2 separate regions of the Mus musculus genome follow, and region 1 is linked to region 2. A link is a contact called in public Micro-C data. All regions are on one chromosome and are shown on one strand. Each heading gives the region's core, a stretch centred on a gene start, on an enhancer-like site or on the middle of the called end of the contact. The rest is flanking DNA. Distances are from core to core; before and after follow the strand shown.

Evidence for each region. Hi-C and Micro-C count contacts between places; a contact is called where the count stands out from the background.
Region 1: a contact with region 2 is called in a Micro-C map of embryonic stem cells, with 5 times the contacts expected there. The contact joins the promoter of Zbtb7b here to the promoter of Tmem79 in region 2. A contact is called at or near these places in 2 of 39 promoter capture datasets (erythroid cells and pre-B cells) and 1 of 484 Hi-C or Micro-C datasets (embryonic stem cells).

What each region holds. Positions count from the first base shown.
Region 1 is chr3:89,391,821-89,394,708 of GRCm38.p6, forward strand. It overlaps Zbtb7b (zinc finger and BTB domain containing 7B), which reads right to left and starts at 1,558. Exons shown (of 3, transcript NM_009565.5): 1 at 1,215-1,558. It overlaps Gm15417 (predicted gene 15417), which reads left to right and starts at 44. Exons shown (of 2, transcript NR_040403.1): 1 at 44-686.
Region 2 is chr3:88,333,003-88,335,877 of GRCm38.p6, forward strand. It overlaps Tmem79 (transmembrane protein 79), which reads right to left and starts at 1,431. Exons shown (of 4, transcript NM_024246.5): 1 at 1,380-1,431; 2 at 1-680. The coding sequence starts at 637.

The sequences.
Region 1 (2,888 bases), core at 308-2,807, 1.1 Mb after region 2:
CGGTGTCCCAAACTAGGTCAGCAGTGCTCGTTTCCTGTGGGTCAGCTAGCACCGGCGCCTCTGCCCCTCCCCTGCTCCGGACCCAGGCTCCCCGCCTTACCCCCCGCCCCCCCAGGGCGCCCCGAGGTCTCACCACGTCTCAGCCGCCCTTTGATACATGGGGGTTGTGCGGGGCGGGGGGCAGGGGACCCGCCCTCTCTCCAAACACTAGCAGGGCCGGGGCGCCTGGGCAGGCACGTGTCCGGGCACAACCCGCTGCCCACGCTGCCCCCCCACTCCCGCCCCCCCCGCTCTGGCCAGGACACGTCGCTCTCTTACTTGGGTGGGGTGGGAGGAGGGGAGAGAAAGCTGGAAATGGAAAGCAGCGCCCCCCACCCCTCTGAATGGCCAACCTCGGCCAGCGGTGCGCACTAGGTTTCTACCACACAGCGACCCCCACTCTGCTCAGGGCAGGTGCGCCGGCGCCGGCGGCAAGACCGCTGGTAGGTCGAGTTCTTATCACCCACCCTCGCACTGGAGTTGTGAGAGCAAAAGCTGACTTTGAAAAGGTGGCGGTGGGCCTGAGGCTTGAGAGACCGGAATGTGATTGCGGAGCGGGAGGGGCAGAGGGGTCGTCCTGCTGAGCCGCACTACCGCTGGAGAGACGACGCGGCTCTGGAAGCGCAAGAAACCGAATAGTCCAGCCGGTAACTTTCCCCCAAGCCGCGGTTCCTCCCGCTGCCCCCCACCCCCCGTGCCACTGGCCTGGGTCCAGCCCACCGTGCCAGGGGGGCGCGGAGCTGGGTGGGTGGGTGGGGACACGCGTTGTCCTAGTTATAGTCCGTCAGGGTTTCCATTCCCTCCATTCGGTCGGGTCTGGGGTCTCCCCCTAAAGTCACAAAAGCGACTGGGGGTAGGGGTAAGTTCAGTGCAGCTCACCCCCTCTCCATCCCGTAGCTCACAGTCTGTATGATATTAGAAGTGCAAAGAAAGTTTCTGGAGACCCTCCGCTCAGAGTTGGGGGGAGGCCAATAGTCCATAGTTCTCTACCTTTCCTCCAAGTTAAAACCAATTCCAAAGACCCAGGAAAGCTACAGGGAATGCGACTGGTTGAAATCTGGTGTGTGTGTGTGTACGTGTGTGTACAGGGGTCTCACAGGACGCACGAAGGACACTGCAGTAGGCTCGAGTTTAGTGTATCCCGAGCCAAGGGACAAAAAGTGGGGTTCACTTACCTTTCAGCCGTTGGGTCCGTTCGCTGGAGCTGCAGAGGCACAGGGTGTAGGAAGAAGCGCGTCCCCCGCCAGGCTGGGGGGCTTGGGGCTCTGCTCCGGTCCTGGTCAGAAGGCCGCGGTCAGTGGCTCGCTGCTCGTTGCTGGGGGGCTCCTCCTCCGCCACCCTTTGCCTCCTCCTGTTGCCCGCCCCCCCCTTGGCCGCGGAGAGCCGTACATTCACCTGGCTTCCACTCGCCCCCCCCCCCAAGGCCCGCCTCACCTGTCCTGCTGTCTCACCTGTCCTCTCTCTTGCTTTCCCCCCATCCCTCCCCTCCCTCCCCCCGCCCCTGCCACCCCCAAACTCCCCCCCCACCCTTAGCAACACCCTCTGTCACTTCCTGGTTTTTCATCCGCCCCCCCCAGGCACCCCCTCCCTCCGCCCAATAAGGACATAAACTTCCACCTCTTCCAACAGCTAGTTCCAGCAGGGAGCATATGGGTCCCTCCCTCCTTTTCGTCCCTTTTCTCCGAGATTTTGCTTCGCTCCCTGAGCCTTTCCCACCCTTTTCCTTTCCCTTCTTTCCTTCAAACTCCCTTCACCTGCCGCGATCCCTCTCCCTCTCTGCTTTCTACCACTATCTCCTCCGGTCCACCTTAACTGGAGCTCCGCCTCCGACCCCCGTCCAGCCCTCTGCTGCTGCCCAGCTCCACCCCTTGCACGCCACCGCCCTGCCCATCCATTGGCCTGAACACCCGCCTATCCCATGTGGGACGCGCCTAGGGTTCATCCAGGGAGGGGGTGGAGCCTGGGCTGGCCAGAAACCAGAAGGGGAGGGAGGCCGAAGACAGTGTCCGCAGTGGCCAGGGAATGGAGCAGCCCCCTCAGGGACTTCCTCTCTTTCAAGAGGGGCTTCTGTAGGGTCACCACCTGGGGAGGGAATGGTATGAGAGGTTACGGATACGCTGCTGGGGATGAAGACCTAAAATTTAGAAAGAGTGGGGTCCTGCCGAGGGGCTTTAACCAGGTCAGAGCCCCAGGAAGAGAGAGAACCTCTAGACATTGAGCTTCAGCCTCTTGGCCCATCCCCCTCCGAGGGAGCGGGGGAGTCGAGTCTGTGGGCACTCTGTGTCCCTCCCCACGCGTGACGGCGCCCCGCGGGGAGGGAACAGTGCCCGGGGCAAGGAGCCTTTGCGCTCTAGCCAGTGCCCGTTGCTGCCTTGGCATTTTCAAAGGGGAGGGACTGAGTCTGGGAAGGGGAAGGGGGAGGTGCGCTCCCTCTGGGGCCCCGACGCTTTGCCTTCAACCAGCCGGTACTTTTAGTGGAGAAACTGAGACCCTACAGTGGAGGGATCTTGGCGCAGATTCACTCAGACCCCGAGGTGACGATAGAGACCTGGGTGGTTTAGGATGTTTGCTTAAGTGGGTTTGGGAAAAACCGGTATTCGTATTTAAGTGCCCGACCCAAAGAATGGTAGTCTCTGAGGGACGCTTACAACTGGGCTGGCGATGCTATAGACCCCAAAAGGGCCCCTCCTACTCGTTTCAAACGGAGTCAAATCCCGCTCTCTAGGACCAGGTTCGGCTTCGCAGCAGCAGGCCAGGCGGAACCGGGTCGGACTTGTTCTCTTTCCCAGCTCCCTCCGCAGGGGGCCTCCTTCCCTTTCCAGCAGGTGGCTCCGCAGGACACCAGCTCA
Region 2 (2,875 bases), core at 181-2,680:
ACAGCAGACAGGGGAAGAAGATGAGGGCCGCCACCACCGAGGCGACAGCTCTCAGTGCCTCACGACCTCCACAGCTTCCACAGCCCCCGCAGGACCGGCCAGGGGGTCTCACCACGGCCTCAGCCCACTTGCGCTCTGGGGGCTCAGGGTGGCTGAGTCGAGCTGGCAGGAAATTCCTGAGCTCGCCTGGTCCAGCGTCGCGATGCAGGATGCGCTCCTCCTGTGGCTTCCGCTCGATGCACTGTAGATCAATGGGCACGAAGGCCCTAACTGTCTTCTCGGGGAGCAGGTTGGCATCCTCTTTGAATGGCTCCTCCGACTTAGTAGGTGCCTCTGACTCTAGGGGCTCTGGTTCAATATCTCGCCAGCCCGGGGGATCCGGAAGTGGGGCGCTAGGATGGGGGTCAGTTCCCCAGGGTAAAGTGGCAGCCTCACTTATTGTGCTGTCTGGACCATCCTCAGGCCCCTCTCTGACTATAGGAGACCCTACTGAAGACCCCACTCTGAGCGACTCAGTTCCAGGGGACTCAGTCCCACCTTCTTCCTCTGACTGCAGGACTAAAGCCTGCGGTGGGCTCTTCTCTGGAGTCTCGGGTTCCTTCATGTCCAGCAGGGCCAGTGTCTCCGGTTCTGTCATTGTGAGGCTTCAGTTCCGAGGGCTACCACAGAACGATGTCATCCTATAGGCAGTGGGAGAAGTTCTGTGAGAATACCTAGTCTTCTGGCCCCAGGACAGTTTCTCAGACCTAGAACTCCCCAGAGAAGCTGGCCTCATGGGACTCTAGGGAGAACACTGTGGGGAGGAAGGTGTTGAAACAGAGAGGCGGGCGGGCAGCAGAGGAGCGAAATGGAGGATCCCTTTCAAAATAAATGTCATCCAGCAGGACAAGGGTGAGTCAGGGGGCACAAGCAGAGGCAGGTGTGGCCTGTCTATACCCACACCTGCCTTCTACTCTCTCCACTAAAACTCCCGGATTTTTGGCCACCCTGGCTTTGGAATGGGAGGCTGAGGTGTCTAGGACTAGGCGGAGTTTCTCTACAGCCAAGGGTCACCCTATAGATAGAGAAATTGGCCCTTCCCCCTTCCTTCCACCTGCCCTTTGACCTGCAGGTCCCTCCAGGAACTCGACACCAGATCTCGGTTCCTCAGTCTCCATTCCAGGAGTCGGTCATTTTCTGAACTCTCCCATTGCCAGTCTCACCCGATTCAGCTGGGCTGGGCTCCACTCAGACTCCCAGCTCTAGTGTGGCCGTTCCCAAGCCTTCCTCTTGTTTCCTCCCCTGCCACCCTCCAGCTCACAGCTTCTGGATTGGGCTCCCTTCGTTCACCTCTTGGGCCCCTCCTACCCCTGCCCTTTGGATCCATGATACCCTCTTACTTTCCATCTGCAAAGAGGCGGAGGATCTCCGGAAAGGAGCTGCCTAGCTCCTGGCTGGCTCTGCAAGTATTTCCCAGTTTCCCTCCCTTGCCTGTGTCTCCAAACCTGTCTGACCAGAGCGGGTGGGGCCCAGATTAAAGGCGCAGGCCCTGCCCTACAGAATCTGCCTACTGGAAGGACTCTACAGGAGGACGTCATCCTTTTTGAAAGTAAGGGTGCAGCTGGGCACAGAGGTGTGGACTTAATGTATTCTGGGATCTGTAAGAGCTTCCAGCTCAGGGAAGCATCAGGGTATAAAAGTGGGTTTGTGTATCAAAGGGTGCTCAGAGTAAATTGGCTAAAAGATGACACTGCAAGTTTGTTCATCCAGTAAATGTTTATTGGGTATCTATTATTAATGAGGCGCTATTTCTGTGGTGGTACAAGCCTTTAATCCCAGCACATGAGGCAGAGGCAGGCAGATTTCTGAGTCTGAAGCCAGGCTGGTCCAGCAGCCAGAGTTATGTAGAGACTCTCTCTCTCTCTCTCTCTCTCTCTCTCACACACACACACACACACACACACACACACACACTCCAACAAACAAAAAAAGTGCTAGTCTAGGCACATGTACAGAAAAGAACAAAGTGACAAGGTTTCTAGCTGTTCAGGTAACCAACATTAAAGTTCACACCAAATCAGTAGTAGAATTTCAGTAGTGAGAGCCTCTTTAGGGTGACTGAAGCTGAAACCCAGTGGAAGTTCCCTGTAGAGGAACAGCGCAGCCAACAGATGGAAAAAGACTTGAGGCAGTTTGAGGAATAGAAAGGAGACTTGGTGGCTGGAGCCAGGAGCATAGTGGTATATACATTGCCATTATAATGTGGAGAGAGAGAGAGAGAGAGAACCCCAAAGATCCGCCTTATAGTTAGGAAAACAATAGGGCTGACAAGATGGCTCACCAAGCCTGACTACCTGAGTCTGATTCCCCAGAGAACCACACTTTTAAAAGAAAACTGACTCTCCCAAGTTCTCTGGCCACGTGTATGTTGTATGCATGCACCCACAAAATATAAATAAATAACTCTCTCGGGAAGAATTCCTTTAAAAAACAAGCAACTTCAGGAGCCACCCCTCAGGCGCGCTGGGATTTTGGCAGCTGACTTGACCTTGTGCATGCCGATCTCCACAACCTCCGGATCTTAAAATCTTTTCGCTGCCCCTCTTCTGCAACGATGTCTGATTCAATGATAGCTGGCCCATTCGTTTTATTATTTTATGCACTTTGGCGTTTTGCCTCTAAACATGTCTGTATGAGGGTTTCGGACCCCCTGGAGCTGGAGTTTCAGATGGTTGTGAGCTGCCATGTGGGTAGTCACTTCTCCAGCACCTAGCTGTCCCATGGCGAGCTTTGCACTCTACGGTCTCTTTTCTTTTCCCCTGGAAACTTAATTTTTTTAAATTCATTTTATTTTGGGGGCTAGGGAGCGTGACACGGAGCTCGCGTGTGAAGTTCA